Linked DNA regions of Callithrix jacchus: region 2 is linked to region 1. Evidence: chromatin contacts called from public Hi-C data. All regions are on one chromosome and are shown on one strand. The core of a region is the stretch at or near the end of the contact, and the rest is flanking DNA. Distances in the headings are between cores, read along the strand shown. Region 1 holds the start of SLC12A9 (solute carrier family 12 member 9). Region 2 overlaps EPHB4 (EPH receptor B4).

The links. A called contact is a pair of places that touch in the nucleus more often than the background predicts.
Region 2: a Hi-C map of induced pluripotent stem cells shows a contact between it and region 1, with 2.5 times the contacts expected there. The contact joins the enhancer-like site here to the promoter of SLC12A9 in region 1. A contact is called at or near these places in 3 of 3 Hi-C or Micro-C datasets (induced pluripotent stem cells and skeletal muscle).

Annotation. Positions count from the first base shown.
Region 1 is chr2:12,885,658-12,890,957 of calJac240_pri, reverse strand. It overlaps SLC12A9 (solute carrier family 12 member 9), which reads left to right and starts at 3,904. Exons shown (of 11, transcript XM_078355802.1): 1 at 3,904-3,928. The coding sequence starts at 3,919.
Region 2 is chr2:12,922,585-12,927,385 of calJac240_pri, reverse strand. EPHB4 (EPH receptor B4) reads right to left here. Exons shown (of 18, transcript XR_013529376.1): 15 at 4,692-4,801; 16 at 3,999-4,192; 17 at 3,664-3,819; 18 at 1,137-2,141. Among named protein-coding and RNA genes, the nearest start is that of EPHB4, 26 kb to the right of the region's middle. Within about 2 kb of position 1,980, at least 7 of the 16 cell types and tissues checked have an H3K27ac peak or open chromatin away from gene starts, as enhancers often do.

The DNA.
Region 1 (5,300 bases), core at 2,655-5,154:
AGGCCGAGGCAGGCATATTACCTGAGGTTGGGAGTTCACGACCAGCCTGGCCAACATGATGAAACCCTATCTCTACTAAAAATACAAAAAATTAGCTGGGTGTAGTGGCGCGTGCCTGTAGTCCCAGCTACTCAGAAGGCTGAGGCACAAAAATAACTTGAACCTGGGAGGTGGGGGTTGCAGTGAGTCAAGATCACGCCACTGCACTACAGGCTGGCCAACAGAATGAGACTGTCTCAAAAACAAAACAAAACAAAAAAGCAGACAAGGTATAGTGGCTCTCGCCTATAATCGCAGCACTTTGTGAGGCCAAGGTGGAAGGATTGCTGGAGCTCAGGAGTTCCAGGCCAGCCGGGGCAACGTAGTGAGACCCCCATATCTAAAAACAAAAAATAAAATAAGATAAAGATTGAAAATGGAGGACACCAAGTCATTCTCTACCTTCCAGGATTAGACAGGTCAGGGGCAGAAACAGCCGCGGACCTCACCGGCATCTAGGTGGCTCAGTGCCCAGCGTAAGTGGTGGTGCACAGAGGACCCTACAGGACCACGCAGGAAGCACAGCTGACGCAGGTTTCAGGTGAGTTTTCTGCAGCAGGTCACGCTGCCTGAGTGAGTCCTAGAGGAGACGCACAGGAAAGGAGTTTAAAGGCAGAGTTGTGGTCGGTCACAGTGGCTCACACCTGTAATCCAGTATTTTGGGAGGCTGAGGTGGGAGGATCATGAGGTCAGGAGATCGAGACCACCCTGGCTGACACGGTGAAACCCCGTCTCTACTAAAAATACAAAAAATTAGCCAGGTGTGGTGGCACACGCCTGTAATCCCAACTACTTGGGAGGTTGAGGCAGGACAATCATTTGAACCTGGGAGATCGAGGTTGCAGTGAGCCGAGATTGCACCGCTGCACTCCAGCCTGGGTGACAGAGTGAGACTCCATCTCAAAACAAAACAAACAAAAACAAACAAAAGAGGCAGAGTTGTGGACACGATGAGACTGCCCCATTCAGAGAGCTGTCAGAGTTCACGACGCCAGGTCAGAGACTGCAAGGGCAGGGACCATGGGTGAGCTGGAGAGGTGGGTGAGGACCAGCCTCAGGTCATTAGGGGATTTTGTAGGACTGTCCTGAGGAGCTGGTGAAGGGTTTTAGGACAAGAGGCAACACTGTATGGTTTGTAGAGAAAGATCCCAAGTGCACAACTCTGGGGAATGGATTGAAAGGAATCAAGACTGAAGGCAAGTAAACCAGTACAGTAACCAAGGGAATATATGGGCTTCAACCCAAATTGTGTGTGTGTGTGTGTGTGTGTGTGAGAGAGAGAGAGAGAGAGAGAGAGAGAGAGAGAGAGAGAGAGAGAGAGACTGTTGAGGGGATGGAGCCAGGGGAGGATTCAGGAGCTGTTAAGGGTTGAGGCTGGTGGATCACTTGAGACCAGGAGCACAAGACCAGCCTGGGCAACATGGTGAATCCGTCTGTACAAAAATTAGCCAGGCGTGGTGGCGTGCACCTGTGGTCCCAGCTATTCAGGGGGCTGAGGTGAGAGGAGCACCTGAGCCCAGGAGGCAGAGGTTGTAGTGAGATTGCACCACTGCACTCCAGCTTGGGCGATGGAGACCCTCTCTCAAAAATAAAAATAATAGGCTGGGTGCAGTGGCTCACGCCTGTAATCCCAACTACACAGGAGGCTGAGATGGGAGGATCACTTGACCCCAGGAGGTGGAGGCTGCAGTGAGCCGTAATTTTGCCACTGCACTCCAGCCTGGGCAACAGAGTAAGACCCTGTCTCAAAAAAAAATTAAACGAACAAAAGGGTATGATTGGCTGGGTGCAGTGGCTCAAGCCTGTAATCCCAGCACTTTGGGAGGCTGAGGCGGGAGGATCACCTGAGGTCAGGAGTTGGAGACCAGCCTGACCAACATAGAGAAACCCCGTCTCTACTAAAAATAAAAAAATTAGCCGGGTGTGGTGGTGCATGCCCATAATCCCAGCTACTCAGGAGGCTGAGGCAGGAGAATCGCTTGAACCCGGGAGGCGGAGGTTGTGGTGAGCTGAGATTGCACCTTTGCACTCCAGCCTTGGAGAAAAGAGCAAAACTCCATCTCAGAAAACAACAACAAAAATGTCAAACACCAGTCTGTTAAAAAAAGAAAAAGAAAAAGAAAAAAAAAAAGAGTGATTGTCTGGTTGACCCTTTAACATTTCATGCAGACTTTCCCATCCTGCTCCCTGCCTTAGTGCTGGGGTTAGAGGAAGGGTTGCTGAGTGCTGTTGGAAGAGCTGGAGGCTGAGAGAAATAGCAAGAAACGGCAGTGAGCATCAGTGAGCGGACAGGAATGAGAGGAGAAGGGCAGAGCTTGCAGCAGAGGCCAGGGAAGCCAGAGGGCATGGAGATGGAGGAGAGAGGGGCTAAGGGGCTGGGGCCAGAGCTAAGAAGGCTGGTTCAGGGAGAGGAGTGGAAAGGTAGGGGGGAGTGGGAGGATTGGGGAGAGGTGGCGGGAGGGTTGGGGAGAGGTAGTAGGAGGCTCATTGTCCCAGCAGGGGGAAGTCTTTTGTTTCCTCTCTTCCCCTGACAGCCTGGCAGGATATGAAGCCAGGTCCCCCATGCCAGCATCCCCGCACCCACTAGACTGCACTGTGGCCCTCCCCTGACTATTGTGTCCTGGCCGGCAATGGGGGCAAGGGCAAGTGGGAGGCTGGCTCCACGACTATTTGTGGCACGAGGTTAGGATACCGGGGTCGGGAAGGGACCAGTAGCCCTTGGGCTGGTTAGGGGAGCTTGGCACAGAAAGATGTGTGGGGAGGAGCAGGAAGCCAGGCTGGGTGGGGCCAACACGGAGGGTAGCAGGTCGAGCCAGGGGAAGGTAGGCTGGGCCCCAGAGGAGATGACGCAGGGCCTCAGGCCTCTCCCAACCCCCTCTCTTCCAGCCTGGGGACCAGAGCACTCACCTGAACCCCAGAGAACCCACCACCCCCTCCATTCCCTAAGGCTGACATCACCCCATGCGGCACAGCCCAGCAACCTATCTGGCCAGGGCCTTCCACATCCAGCTGTTGCCTGGATACCCTCCTTCCCCAGGACCCAGGAGTCAGGCCTCGCACTGCTGCCCTCCAGGAACGCTGGAAATTCATCCCTCCCCTTGGCTCACTCCTGGGCAAGTTTTGCCCCATCAGCTGTTCTTGCAGGAAGGGCGCCCTGCTCGGCTCGCCTCTCTTCCCGAGAGCCTTTTGTTTGCTGGGTCTGCAGGAAATTGGAGGGGCGGTGGCCAGGGGCTCATCTGCCCCAGGGACCTGGGGGAGGGGGGCCCAGATTCACCAGACTTAATCCTGGGGAGTTTACACCAGGAATGGGGTGGGGTGAGGTGGGCGGATCTCCAGGAAATCAGCATTTAAGGCACTGAGAGTGCCGTTGGATCTGCTAGTCCTTAAGGGGCGCACGGGGCGTGTGTGTTCCAGGGTCTGGGATCCCTAGAAGTGAGGGCTGGGAGGACACTCTGTGGTCACCTAATAGGTTGACAAGGTCATTGACACCACGGGAGAAAATCCCAGATACGGAATCCCATCATTTTCTTTCTTTTTTTTGTTTTTGTTTGAGACGGTGTCTTGCTCTGCCACCCAGGCTGGAGTGCAATGGTGCGATCTCGGCTCACGGCAACCTCCGCCTCCCGGTTCAAGCGATTCTCGTGCCTCAACCTCCGCAGTAGCTAGGATTACAGGTGCGCGCCACCACACGTGGCTAACTTTTTATCTATACGCCATTTTAAAAATAGAGATGGGGGCTCGCTATGTTGCCCAGACTGGTCTCGAAGTCCTAGGCTCAACGATCCTCTCGCCTTGGCCCCGCAAAGCGCTGGGATTACAGGCATGAGCCACCGCGCCTGGCCCAATAATCCCATCTTTTACACGCCTCGGATCCTGGGGATGTCAAGAGGTGGGTAGGCAGGTCAGACTAAACCGTCTTTGAGAATTATTTTTTCCATCAAAAAAATGGTGGAGAGGAGGACCCGCCCGTAGCCCCAGAATTCGCGCCTTCCCAGGACGCAATCGCAGAATAGGCGGCGGCGTGGACGCTCTGGCAAGCCGGCGTCCTCTCGTTGATTGCCCTCTCTCTGAAGCCATCACGGGCGCCGCCATCTTTCCTTCCTAGCTGGCAGTCACGTGAACAGCAAGTTCCAGGTCTCTAACTGCTGGCGGGAGGTGGGTTTGATCTCGGAGGGTTCCTGCAGCTACCGTGAATGTTTGGTTATTCCAGGCTCAGGAGAGCAGCCAAGAAAACAGAAGCTCTTGTTTCGTGGAGCTTAACGTTCTTTTTTTGAGACAGGATGTCGCTCTGTTGCCTAGGCTGAGTGCATCGGCGCGATCATAGCTCATTGCAGCCTCCAATTCCTGACCTCCAGTGATCCTCCACCCTCGGCCTCCCAAAGTGTTGGGATGTGATAGGCCTGAGCCACCGAGCCTGTCCTGAGCTTAACTTTCTATTGGGAGTAGGCAGTCAACAAACAAGATACATAAACAATATATATCAGTTAGACGGTGCTAAGTGCTATGGAGAAAAATATAGGAAAAAGGGAGGAGGTATGGTTTAATTTCATTTCTTTTTTTTTGAGACAGAGTCTCACTCTGTTGCCCAGGCTGGGGTGCAGTGGCGCGATCGCGGCTCACTGCAACCTTCACCTCCCGAGTTCAATCGATTCTCTTGCCTCAGCCTCCAAAGTAGATGGGATTACAGATGCACGCCACCACGCCCGGCTAATTTTCGTATTTTTAGTAAAGACAAGGTTTCACCATGTTGGCCAGGCTGGTTTCAAACTCCTGACGTCAGGTGATCCACCTGCCTTGGCCTCCCAAAGTATTGGGATTACAGGTGTGAGCCACCATGCTTGGCCAATTTCATTTCATTTATTTATTTAAAATATATTTCTATTTTTTAAATTTTTTGTGGAGACAGCGTCTTGCTATGTTGTCCAGGCTAATCTAACACTCCTGGGCTTAAGTGATTCTCCTGCCTTCGCCTCCCAAAGCATTGGTTCAATTTTAAATGGGATTGGCAAGGAAAATGTCACTAAGAAGATAATAACTGAGTCCTAAAGATCTAAAAGAGGTTCCGGGGTTGTCTGAGGAACAGCCCAGGGGCCCTCTCGGGGCATGTGCAGGAGGCGAGAAGAGAGATGTGGGGATGGAGATGCCACATTACAGGTGTGAGCCACTGTGCCTAGCATTCTGGGACGCTTCTAAGCAAAGAAGATGCTATTTTTATTTATTTATTTAGATACGAAGTCTTATTAATTAATTAATTAATTTAT
Region 2 (4,801 bases), core at 731-3,230, 38 kb before region 1:
CCTCCCACACCTCCTGAGGGTACCAAACATGGGTGATGTGTCACCAAGGGAAGTGGGGACAGAGGACTCAAGAGCCTGAGGAACTCCAGAAGAGGGTTGTAGAGGTGGGAAATTGAGGACAAGCCTCCCTGGGCCAGAAGGGTCCGAGCTGATTTAGGACCCAGCACTGACCCATACATGTCAACAGGGGGCGACTGAAGTGCAGAAATGGAAAAGGCAGATTGGGCCTGTAATCCCAGTGCCCTGGGAGGCTCCCTTGCCCCAGGAGTTCAAGTCATTCCACTGCATTCCAGCCTGAGAGACAAAGTGAGACCCTGTCTAAACAAAAAAGGAAAAGAAATGGACCAGGCTAAACCAGCCTGATCCTTGTCAAGACCTGCCGCTGCAGGTCTCAGCGGGGGAGGCCAGAAAGATCCCCAGAGGAAAGGACACAAAAAATGGCGAGAAAGAAAATAAATCCGGGTCTTTAGAGGGGGGACTGACCCTGTCCTCTTCCTGTTTGGGAAGAAGTTGGGGAAACACACAAGGTTCCCCTCCCCTTCCCAAGAGGCTGGGAGAACCTGCCTGGGCAGCATCTTGAATGGGAGAATTGTCCCCGGCCCAGCCACGTGTGTGCGTGCGTGCACACGCGCCTGTGTACACAAGTGGGCGGGGGTCCCTTCCCCTACCCCACAGCCAATGCACACTCCCCAAATTGCCTCTAAATCTACCCCAGCTGTCAACATCTGGCCCCCATCTGTCTCCATCCAACCAGACCCCGTGCTCCAGCTCTGGCCACCTCCTCCCTCTCAAGGGGCTGTGGGCTCAAGGCCTCCCCTCCCTCCCCCAGCAGCCCCTGGCCAGGGCTGAGGAACCAGGACAGGGAAGGGAGGGGACAGCCCCACCCCGGAGGTGCCCCAGGCTCTTGGCAGAGCCAGCTGGAGCCGTTGGAAGCAGCTGCGAATGACTCATCTTGCTCAGCCCCCACCCCACCACCTCAAACACACCCTGGAGCTGAGAACCAAGCTCCAGCCCCCCATAGTCCTGCAGCCTCCAGACCTCTGACCCCACTCAGCCAGCCACAAAGCCCTCCCTACCCAGCCCCACTCTCCTTAGAAATGTGGTCCATCACCTCCCATCACCCCTGGAGCTGGGACTTGTCCCATTTTCTTTTATTTATACAAAAAATTGTTTTTTTAAATATAATTTAAGAACCCTCTCCAAGCACCAGCGTCAGTTTCTGGGTTCCACCACCACCTACCACCCCTTTCACTACCTCAGCCCGCACCCCTTCATGGACACAGCTTGGGGGTCCCAGGGGGGTCGGGGAGGTGGCATGACCAAGGCACTCTTTTGGAAACAGACAAGATGGGTCCCTGTTTCAACGTGGGCAAAGGAGGTGATAGTGAAACAGGTTCCCTCCAACACAGAGTTATGACAAGGACCATAGAAAAATGAAACGAGAAAACAGAAAGGGGCGGGGAGAAAAATTAAGACCAAAAACAAAACTCAAAAAACCTTCAATATGAAGGCAGCAGCTGGGAGAGGGGCATTTACAAGGGAGAAAAATGATTGCGTTTGGTGGTGACAGCAGCAAGTTGGGACTACAAACCCCAATGATTTTGTCACGGGGGCCTGACCCCTCTTCTTGCCCCTGGGACAGCCCCCTACTCTGGAGCTGGCAAGGGAGTCATGCTCTCTTTGGTCTACGGGAACACACCCGTCAAGATGAGTGGGGGGGCACCTGGGGAGGCCGGGAGATGATGGGTGTTCCTTTTCCCTCTGGTCACACCCAGTCCCGAGGGAAAGGCGCGTTCACCCTTGGTCTAGAGTTCCCCAAGGGGGATGAGGGGTGATGTTCCACTCCTGTATGGCAGAACCCCCAAATTCTCTCTCTCCAAATTGCCAACTCCCCACCCCACGGGTTCAAAGTGCAATCCAGCGGGGCGCAGGGCTGGGGGCCTCTAGGAGTCCCCATTCTGCCCCAGAAAGATGGGGAGGCCGCGTTCTTGGGGTGGGGAGTTCCTGCAGGTCAGTACTGCGGGGCTGGTCCTCCTGTCCCACCCGGGGCTCCCGGCTTGGCCTGGGACTTCATGTGCTGGACACTGGCCAATATTTTCTTCTGGTGGCCCGCCAGAGTGACTCCGATTCGGAGCAGGTCCCTGTGGAAGGAAAGCAGAGCTCGGTGAGACCCTGGGATCCCCGCGGCGGCTCTCCAAGCTTGGCTCCAGAGCGGGTTCCAGCCTCAGGACTGTCAGCCAATCAGAAAAGCCAGCGGGGGAGGGAGAACAGAAGTCAACAATCGCCGGGCAGTCATCCTTTGCGCAGCGGCAGTAAAGCGTGAGGCTGGAGGCCAGAGGTGGGGGCTTTGGCTTGGGTGCCCAGGAGGGAGGGAAAAAGAGAGAAAAGCCCGAAAAATAAGATTGGGGGAAGAGGCCACATAGATTGCCGTAGAGACGTGAGAAAGAAAAGGCCAAACTGGGAGAGGAAGAGCCAGATGGAGAGGAAGAGATTGCTGATGGCTGGAAGCTGAGATGGGGGGGAAAGGGAGGATGCCCCCTGGGTCAGAGAGAGGCTGGGAAGACTTAGGGAGGGACGTGCCCAGGCCCCATGTGGCAGGGGCAGACTGGCCAGGGACCTTCTGGCTCTAGCCTCCCGAGTAGCTGGGACCACAGGCACTAAACACGTGCCCAGCTAATTTTTTTTTTTGGTAGAAATGAGGTTTTGCTATGTTGCCCAGGCTGCTCTCAAACTCCTAGGCTTAAGCCAGGGAAGCCAGGTCCACCTTGGCCTCCCTAAGTACTGGGATTACAGGCATGAGCCACTGCCCGGCCTTCAGATTTCTTTTTTTCAGATGGAGTTTCACTCTGTCATCCAGGCTTGAGTGCAGTGGCTCAGTCTCGGCTCACTGCAACCTCCACCTCCCAGGTTCGAGAGATCCTCCTGCCTCAGCCTCCTGAGTAGCTGGTATTACAGGCAAGCGCTATCATACCCAGCTAATTTTTGTATTTTTAGTAGAGAGGAGGTTTCACCAAGTTGCCCATAATGGTCTCAAACCCCTGACCTCAAGTGATCTGCCCGCTTTGGCCTCCCGAAGTGCTGGGATTACAAGCATGAGCCACTGTGCCTAGTCTTTAGATTTCTATTCCTTCTGTTTCTGTTATTCATCCTGGGGTGAGAGGAGACCTTGGGAGAGAAACGGGAAGGCAGGAAGGGGGAGTAACAGACAAAGGCCAAGTGGGGATACGCTGCCTTTGGGAGGCAAGGAATCATAAAACCATTTCACATAAAAGCTGGAGAGGAGCTCCAAAACCTAGCCTAATCTTCTCCTTTTATGGTGGAAAAAGAGAACCCGAGTTGACACGTTGTTACTGTGAGAGCGGGGCCTGGAATGCAGATAGATGCACAGATAGATACGGAATGAGGGTGGAAGCGCGATGGTCCAGGGGCGTGATGGCAGGAGATGAGACGGGCAGGCTGGCCCCAGAAAGCCCTTGGGTCCTCAGCTCCAGGGGCTGTTACTACTCCTCTGGGGCCCTTCTAAGCATGGCATGAATGTAGTGCAAGAAGACAGCGCTGGCACCCAAAGCTGACCCCGAAAGCCCCTGCAGACCCTGTGGGCCTGACGCCAGCCGCCAGCTACCCTGCTCTCCCTGCCCCGCTCCAGTTCCTGCTACCACTTACTCGGCAGAGATCTGGCTAACCAGCTCGAAGGAGCCAAAGCCAGCGGCTGCAAAACTTTCTTCGTATCTTCCCATCTTGATGGCCCGAAGCCACTCGCCCACAGAACCAAAAGCTGAGTAGTGAGGCTGCCGCTGGTCCAGGAGAGGGTGTGAGGCCCTGGGGGGCAAGGATGGGGAGGAATGCTGAGTACCAGGCCTGGGTCAGGGTGAGGAGATGGAGCCCACCCTTGGAGAGGTTGACAGAGACCCTCCCACCCAACAGCAAGGGATGGACCCTTCTGGGTGAGGCGTGGGGGCAGAGAGCAGGAAGAAGGGCCCATTCCCTGCCATCCTCACCCGCCATTCTCCCGGGCCACGATTTTGAGGCTGGCAGGGTTCCGGATCATTTTGTCCAGGGCGCTGACCACCTGGGGGAAGCGGGGCCGGGCATTCCGATCTTTCTGCCAACAGTCCAGCATGAGCTGGTGGAGGGAGGTGGGACAGTCTGGGGGTGGGGGCAGCCGGTAGTCCTGTTCGATAGCATTGATTACCTGCAAAGAGGGGAAGGAAGCTCTGGTGAGGCTGTCCAGGGAGAGCAGAGACACTAACAGGCCCAGGAAATGGTGATTTGGCAGATGGCAGGATAGGAGCCACAGCCCCCCTTCCCCCCAAAAAATCACAGATCCAGGAGTCCAACTAGCCAGAGTTGAGGCTGTCTGTGGCTGGAGGTCCCAGCAGCTCTTGGGCTATGATATAGGCATGTCACCTTCCAACCCTGCCCTCCATCTCTGCATCCTTCTGCGACCCAAATACGCTGTATCCGACTCTTTAAATTTATTTGTAGGATAGTAGGAGCTGGCCATGCTGCCCAGGCTGGTCTCAACTCCTGAGTTCAACTGATCCCCCCTCCTCAGCCTCCCAAGGAGCTGGGATTACAGGCATGAGCCACCGGGCCTGGCCCTGTACCCCAGGCTCTTTGATACAAGGATCAGTTCTTTTTGTCATCTCCATGGTCTCAAGGACCCAGCAGTGATGACTCTGTGAACCCACCCTTCACCCCAAATCCCAGGTGAGAGAATGTTCCAGGAAAGCTTGGTACCACCATGGGGCACTCACGTCCTGATTGCTCATGTCCCAGTACGGCCTCTCCCCAAATGACA